2 separate regions of the Mus musculus genome follow, and region 2 is linked to region 1. A link is a contact called in public ChIA-PET data. All regions are on one chromosome and are shown on one strand. Each heading gives the region's core, a stretch centred on a gene start, on an enhancer-like site or on the middle of the called end of the contact. The rest is flanking DNA. Distances are from core to core; before and after follow the strand shown. Region 1 has its middle 16 kb from the start of Fbxo27. Region 2 overlaps Ryr1 (ryanodine receptor 1, skeletal muscle).

Region 1 (2,971 bases), core at 249-2,748:
CACACCTGATGCAAATTGCAAGAGGCTTTATTGTCAGCTAGCTGAGGATGAAGTCCATGCGCTGCACAGGGCAGGGGAGTTCGACCCCTAGCGGTCACAATAGGGAGCTTTTAAAGGAAAAGTGAGGAATTGGGAGGAGTTGGGAAGAGTTTGGCTACGGCTCTTCTCTGGCCGGTGTCCTTGGTAAAATTACAAGGCATGAGGAGTAGGGAGTGAGTTGTAGCTCTTCTTTTGTGGAATTTATCTCCGTGTCCTTGGCACAGGGAGCTAAGCAAGCGCCTGGCTAGGTCTTTTTACAATTATCGCATCTCTGGTTGTAAGGTATAAAAACAAAAAGGCTTTTTGCTGGCTATAAAGAACAAAGAGCTTCTTTCTGGCTGTATTTTTAGAGATCAGGGAATACAAGCTTGGGGACCGTTCAGGGGCTGGAGAAACACTTTAAGTCGGGGCCTCACAGTAACAACTCAGGTTACCCGAGCAGTCCAGTAGGGAACATCACAAAAGTGGATTGCTGTTTCTGACTTTTTGTTTGGTGTTTTAAGGAAGGGTTGTGAGGGGCTGAAGAGATGGCTCAGCGGTTAAGAGCATTGGATGCTCTTCCAAAGGACCCGGGTTCAGTTCCCAGCATCCACATGGCAGCCCACAACTGTCTGTAACTTCAATTCCAGGGGAATCTGACACCCTCACAGAGACAGACAGACAGACAGACAGACAAAACATATCTAGATAAGAGTGTGGAAGAGGAAGAGGGACCAAGTGAATGCCAAGCTGCTCACAGTAGGTTGCCTTGTCTCTATTGTTTTTAGGAAGTCAATGTCCTCAGCTACAACAGTCCAAGGTGAGGTCTCAGGGTGCCATCCTGACTGACTGGTCTCAGGGCCGATCTAATTCCTAGTCGCTACCACTAGGGCCGGCAGAGGGGAGCCAGCAAGGGTGCTGTTGACAGAGACCGAGATAGTCTAGCAACAGATTGCAGAGATAGTTTAGCAACTTGGGGATACGCCACCCCCACCCTGTGCACACCTTCACACAATCCCTTCCTGGCAAAGTCCGACCCAATTCTTCCCCAGCAACTCTTGTGTGACTAATTTGCAACCAATCAGATCTAGTACTAGAGAGCATGAGCCCAGGCAGCCTGAATCAGTTCTAGGTCCATGTATATACTAGGAGAGAAGAGCCTCTACTGATCAGCTCCTGCCTAGACATGACTCATCATGCATACGACCAAAATTATAAGACCTACAATCCGCACCTGGAAAAAAGGCAGGCGTCCTGAGGCAAGAAAAACAAACAAACAAACAAACAAACAAAAACATATTTTTAAACCCCCACCCATGCTACACCCCTAGCAAGCCACACCTCTACAGGTCCCACTAGAGAATTTCTAGATTAAAATCTTTTGCAGCCTGCAATCTTTTCTACATTCTTCACTTCCTTAAACAGGAAACGGAGAACAAAGGCGGTAACTCTTGTAAATGATCTAAACTAGTGTCCGTAACCCAGGTGAGTGGGAGGGGCTGAGCTGGGAGGTGGGCCAAGCGGTTATGGAAACACCGCTTGCTCACCACCTGACACTGCGGGTTCAGCCCTTAATCCCTACTTGTATTCCGTTTACATTTGTTCCCAACATAGGCATATAGAAAGTGAGGAATTCAGCTGGCCAATGTGGCCTTTAATCCCAGCACCGAGGAGGCAGAGGCAGGCAGAACTCTGCAAGTTCAAGGCTAGCCTGGTCTACAGAGTCAATTCCAAGACAGCGAGAACCTCTCCCCACCCCCACCCCCACCCCCAAAAGTGGGGACTTGTTCTGTTCTGGCAGGAATAAATGTATTCTAATGAGACCCTTGCGTCTCTCAGTCTGTCAGACCATTAAAAAACACTGGATCCCAGAGAAATGAACATTTCCTCAGGAGTCTCCTTCTGCAAGAAGGGAAAAGCCCTAGGCAGAGCGGAGCCTTGTCTCCATGGAGAGATTCCACCCCCTTCCAGGAAGAGCCTGAAGCACAGGCAAGGCCGTGTCAGCCCCAGCTGCGCCACACCTTGACGAAGACTGCTCAAAAGCGCAGATCTCTGGCCTCTGTTTAAATTTTAATCTCGCTTCAGGGGCCCCAAAACAGTTTCCCTGGGTCACTTGTCCTTCTCCCAAATGTGGCCACACTGAATAAATCTCCTTTTTCGGCTTTATATTAAGAAAAAGGCAGTGGTGGCGCACGCCTTTAATCCCAGCACTTGGGAGGCAGAGACAGGCGGATTTCTGAGTTCGAGGCCAGCCTGGTCTACAAAGTGAGTTCCAGGACAGTCAGGGCTATACAGAGAAACCCTGTCTCAAAAAACAAAAAAACAAAAACAAAAAAGAAAAGAAAAGAAAAATAATAGAACTTGTTAGGAAGAGGACCGAGGGACAGGGTCCCAAGGACCTGTCGTGGAGTACCAATCCGAGAAGACTGCTTGAGCATGCGTTTAAGCCAATAGAAAATCTTTATTAATGGTCTGGTGACTGCGATGGGTGCTCAGGGTCCCAGTGTGGCCCCAAGTCTTTCTCGAGGTAACCTTTTAAGTACAAAACCCATATCCTGGGTTGATCCGCTTCCGTTAACAACAACAGTTAACCAGAAACAGAATTATTTTTTTAAGTTGCAAATAAAAAAAAAATCATCACACACTGAAATTAACCATACCCAAATCTTTAAAAACTGTTTTCGTTCTAAGAAACACTGAGGACATATTATTTCAGCAACACATATCTGTCAATTATATTATAAAACTTTACTATTTTGCCTCAACTGCTTTCAGTCTTGTTTTCATTTGGTCTCTTTTGAGACCGAGTCTCCTGTGCAGCCTTGGCCTGCCTGGGCTATATATCAGTCATTCTGCCTCCAGCATATGTAGCCATACTCTGTTTGTTTCAGATTGTGGAATTCCTCCACACCTGCTGGACCACGGGCTGATTCAGTGGAACTGGAGAGGTTAA
Region 2 (2,896 bases), core at 296-2,795, 350 kb after region 1:
TGCCTAGCATGCAGGAAGCCCTGCGTTTGATTCCCAGAACAGCCAAAGCCAGATGTGGTGGGTCAATACATTGGGGGAGGGGCCTGGGCTTGTCAGAGCCCGGTAGGTTAGGTGCAGACACTGAAGGTGTATACAGCCCCATAGAGGATTTTCAGGGTACCAAGGCTTCATGAACACGCAAGGCCTACTGACCTGGGGCATCTCCCACTGGGCACGGTTGGTCTCTGAGATCTCAAAATAGATCCGTTCTATGCGACGCGATGCGCCCATGATTTCGATGCGGCCCAGGTAAGGCCGGAAGTACTCCAGGATGCTCTCAGCCAGCTCCAGGAAGTTGCGCAGGCGCGGGTCGTGGGGCACATGCTCTGACAGGTTGGTAAGCAGCACCGCCACGTTGAAGCCAATGTCCCGTGCTGGTTCCTGGAAGCGGTTCGCAAACTCTTCGCAGTTGATCATCTCATTCTCATCTGCTTCGGAACACGAGAGCAGGAACTGGATCTCTGGGCCAGTGAACTGCTTCTGGCTGTCCATGGCCTGTGGAGGTGGGTGGGAGAGGTGAGAGAGAGGGGGAGGGAAAGGAAGAGGGGGAGCAGGGAAGGAAAAGGGGAGGGAGGGGGGATGAGGGGGAGGAGAGAGAGGGAGTGAATTCAAGGGCCTCAGCATCAGTAACAACTACTTGCAAAAGTTTGGGTGTACTGTTCTAATCCCAGCACCTGAGAAGCAGAGGCAGCGATCTCTGTGAGTTGTTCGAGGCCAGCCGGGTTCAGGGCCAGTCTCCATGAGAGTTCCAGGCCAGCCTGGTCTACATAGTGAGTTCCAGGACAGCCAGGATGACATAGTAAGACTTTGTTTCAAGAACAATCACAACAACAACAACAACACAATAAAATCCCACAAAATAAGACAAAAGGCTCCGTTGGTCGGATGCTTGCCTCAGATGCCAGATGCGTGATGGGTTTGCAGTGCTGTATAAACAGGTGTGGAGGTCCGTGCCTCTGATCCCAAAACAGAAACGTAAAAGGCCGCCATGCTCTTGGTAAAATAATGGTATTTGTTTTGTTTTATTGTTGGTGTTGGTTTTTCCAGATAGGATTACTCTGTGTAGCCCTGGCTGCCCTGGAACTTGCTTTGTAGACCAGGCTGGCCTCAAACTCATAGAAATCCGCCTGTCTCTGCCTCTTAGTTACTGGGATTAAAGGCGTGCGCCACCGCTCCCAGGTAATAATGGTGAGTTTTTTTAAATTAAAAAATAATTTTGATCCTGCTTTTTTGAGACAGGGTTTATGTAGCCTTGGCTGCCTGGGAACCCATTATTGTAGACCAGGCCTGCATCTAACTACAGACCTGCCTCTGCCCCCTGAGTGCTGGGATCAAAGGCATTTGCCACAATGTTAGCTTCTTGTTGTTTGTTATCTTTTGTCTTGTCTTGTTTCCTTTCTTTTGCTTTTTTTTTTTTTTTTTTAAGACAAAGTGTCATGTAGGCCAGGCTGGCCTGAAACTCACTACATAGCCAAAGCTGACCTTAAATTCCAATCTTCCTGCCTCAGCCTTCTGAGTGCTGGGATTACACGCATGCAGCACCATGCCCAGTTTAGGCAATTCTGGGACCAAACCCAGGGCAAAACAAAACAAAGACAAAAAAACCACCAAAAACCAAAACAAAATTTCAAGAGGCAATTCAATTCTGACTTTAGCTATGCAACAGTCCTCAGCCTTCTGTTTATACTGAAAGATGCTGGTCATATTTTACTAGGTGGGCTTCCAGCTTGACTTACAGATGGGCTGCAGAATGCAGACAGAGAGATGCAGCTCTGGGGTATAAACAGAAGCGAAATTTCCTGGCTCCGGGCTGTCCTTTGTGAAAAGCCAAGGGCTTTGCAAAATGCTTTCTAAATGAGTAACAGGCTTTGCAAATCATGAAAGGCTCTAAAACCACAGAGCAAGGGGACTCAGTCACACAGGAACTTCTCATCATGCACCCTGCCGCATCCTCCGTCCCGTGATGAGTGGCACCTGCCTCACACAGGGCCCCAGGGATCATCATACACATGTGCCTTCTTTTGTAACACCTTCTCTGGCCACTGTTAGTCAACCTGCTTCGCAGGAGTCACCTTCACATCCAGACCTGGAACGGCTGGAGTGGGGTGGGGTGGGCGGGTCTGAGAGCTGCATCTTTTTTTGCTTTCCACCTCCCATGAGATAACACTGGGATCTCAGGCTCCAATGTCACGGTGCACATATGATTGCCAGGTGTCCCATCTGGGCTCTGACCACATTCCAGAATCTTGACCCATGTGACATTTGATACATTTTGTCTTTACTATGTATGTAGCCTCGGCTAGCCTGCAACTTTTTATCCAGGCTGGCCCTGGATTCTTGACAACCCTCTTGTTTCTACCTCCAGAGTGCTGGGATTACAGGCATGGAGGATCACATTTGAATCCAGAAGTGAACTTTAGAAGGCAAACTGCCCCAGCTCCCCAGCCTTATGCATTTCAAAAGTGGCAGCCCCCATCCACCCAACATGCCTAAGTTAAAATCTCTGAGTCATATCTGCTTGCTGTCTCTTGTCTTATTGCCCACATCAGATTCCTCAGCAGAACTCTCAGCTCTGCTTTCAGAACAGATGCAGGGCCCATTCGTGTCTTCTCTCTCCCTGTGGTCCCGCGTCCTCTGTCTCCCACCATCACAGGGGACTCCCCGAGGCACCCCTATCTCTACGCAAAGTGGGAGGGACTCTGAAAAAACCTGCTCCAGGTCTGAGCCCTCTGCTCAGAACCTCCCTTGACTGCGTACCATACACATTAAATGCCAAAGCCCACTCGCTGTCCCTAGGCCCCGCCATCTGCCCCCAGGTCCTGCCAGCCACCCCGAGGCCCCACCAGCCTGCCACTCC

What was found. ChIA-PET counts read pairs in DNA pulled down with a chosen protein or histone mark.
Region 2: a contact with region 1 is called in an RNA polymerase II ChIA-PET map of memory CD8 T cells, with 5 read pairs. The contact joins two enhancer-like sites. A contact is called at or near these places in 2 of 115 datasets of contacts at active chromatin or transcription factors (bone marrow-derived macrophages and memory CD8 T cells).

What each region holds. Positions count from the first base shown.
Region 1 is chr7:28,675,838-28,678,808 of GRCm38.p6, forward strand. No RefSeq gene overlaps it. Among named protein-coding and RNA genes, the nearest start is that of Fbxo27, 16 kb to the right of the region's middle. Within about 2 kb of position 1,499, at least 44 of the 459 cell types and tissues checked have an H3K27ac peak or open chromatin away from gene starts, as enhancers often do. A contact at or near this core is called in memory CD8 T cells, where this site is marked.
Region 2 is chr7:29,023,811-29,026,706 of GRCm38.p6, forward strand. Ryr1 (ryanodine receptor 1, skeletal muscle) reads right to left here. Exons shown (of 106, transcript NM_009109.2): 90 at 193-534. Among named protein-coding and RNA genes, the nearest start is that of Gm38979, 4.3 kb to the right of the region's middle. Within about 2 kb of position 1,546, at least 70 of the 459 cell types and tissues checked have an H3K27ac peak or open chromatin away from gene starts, as enhancers often do. A contact at or near this core is called in memory CD8 T cells, where this site is marked.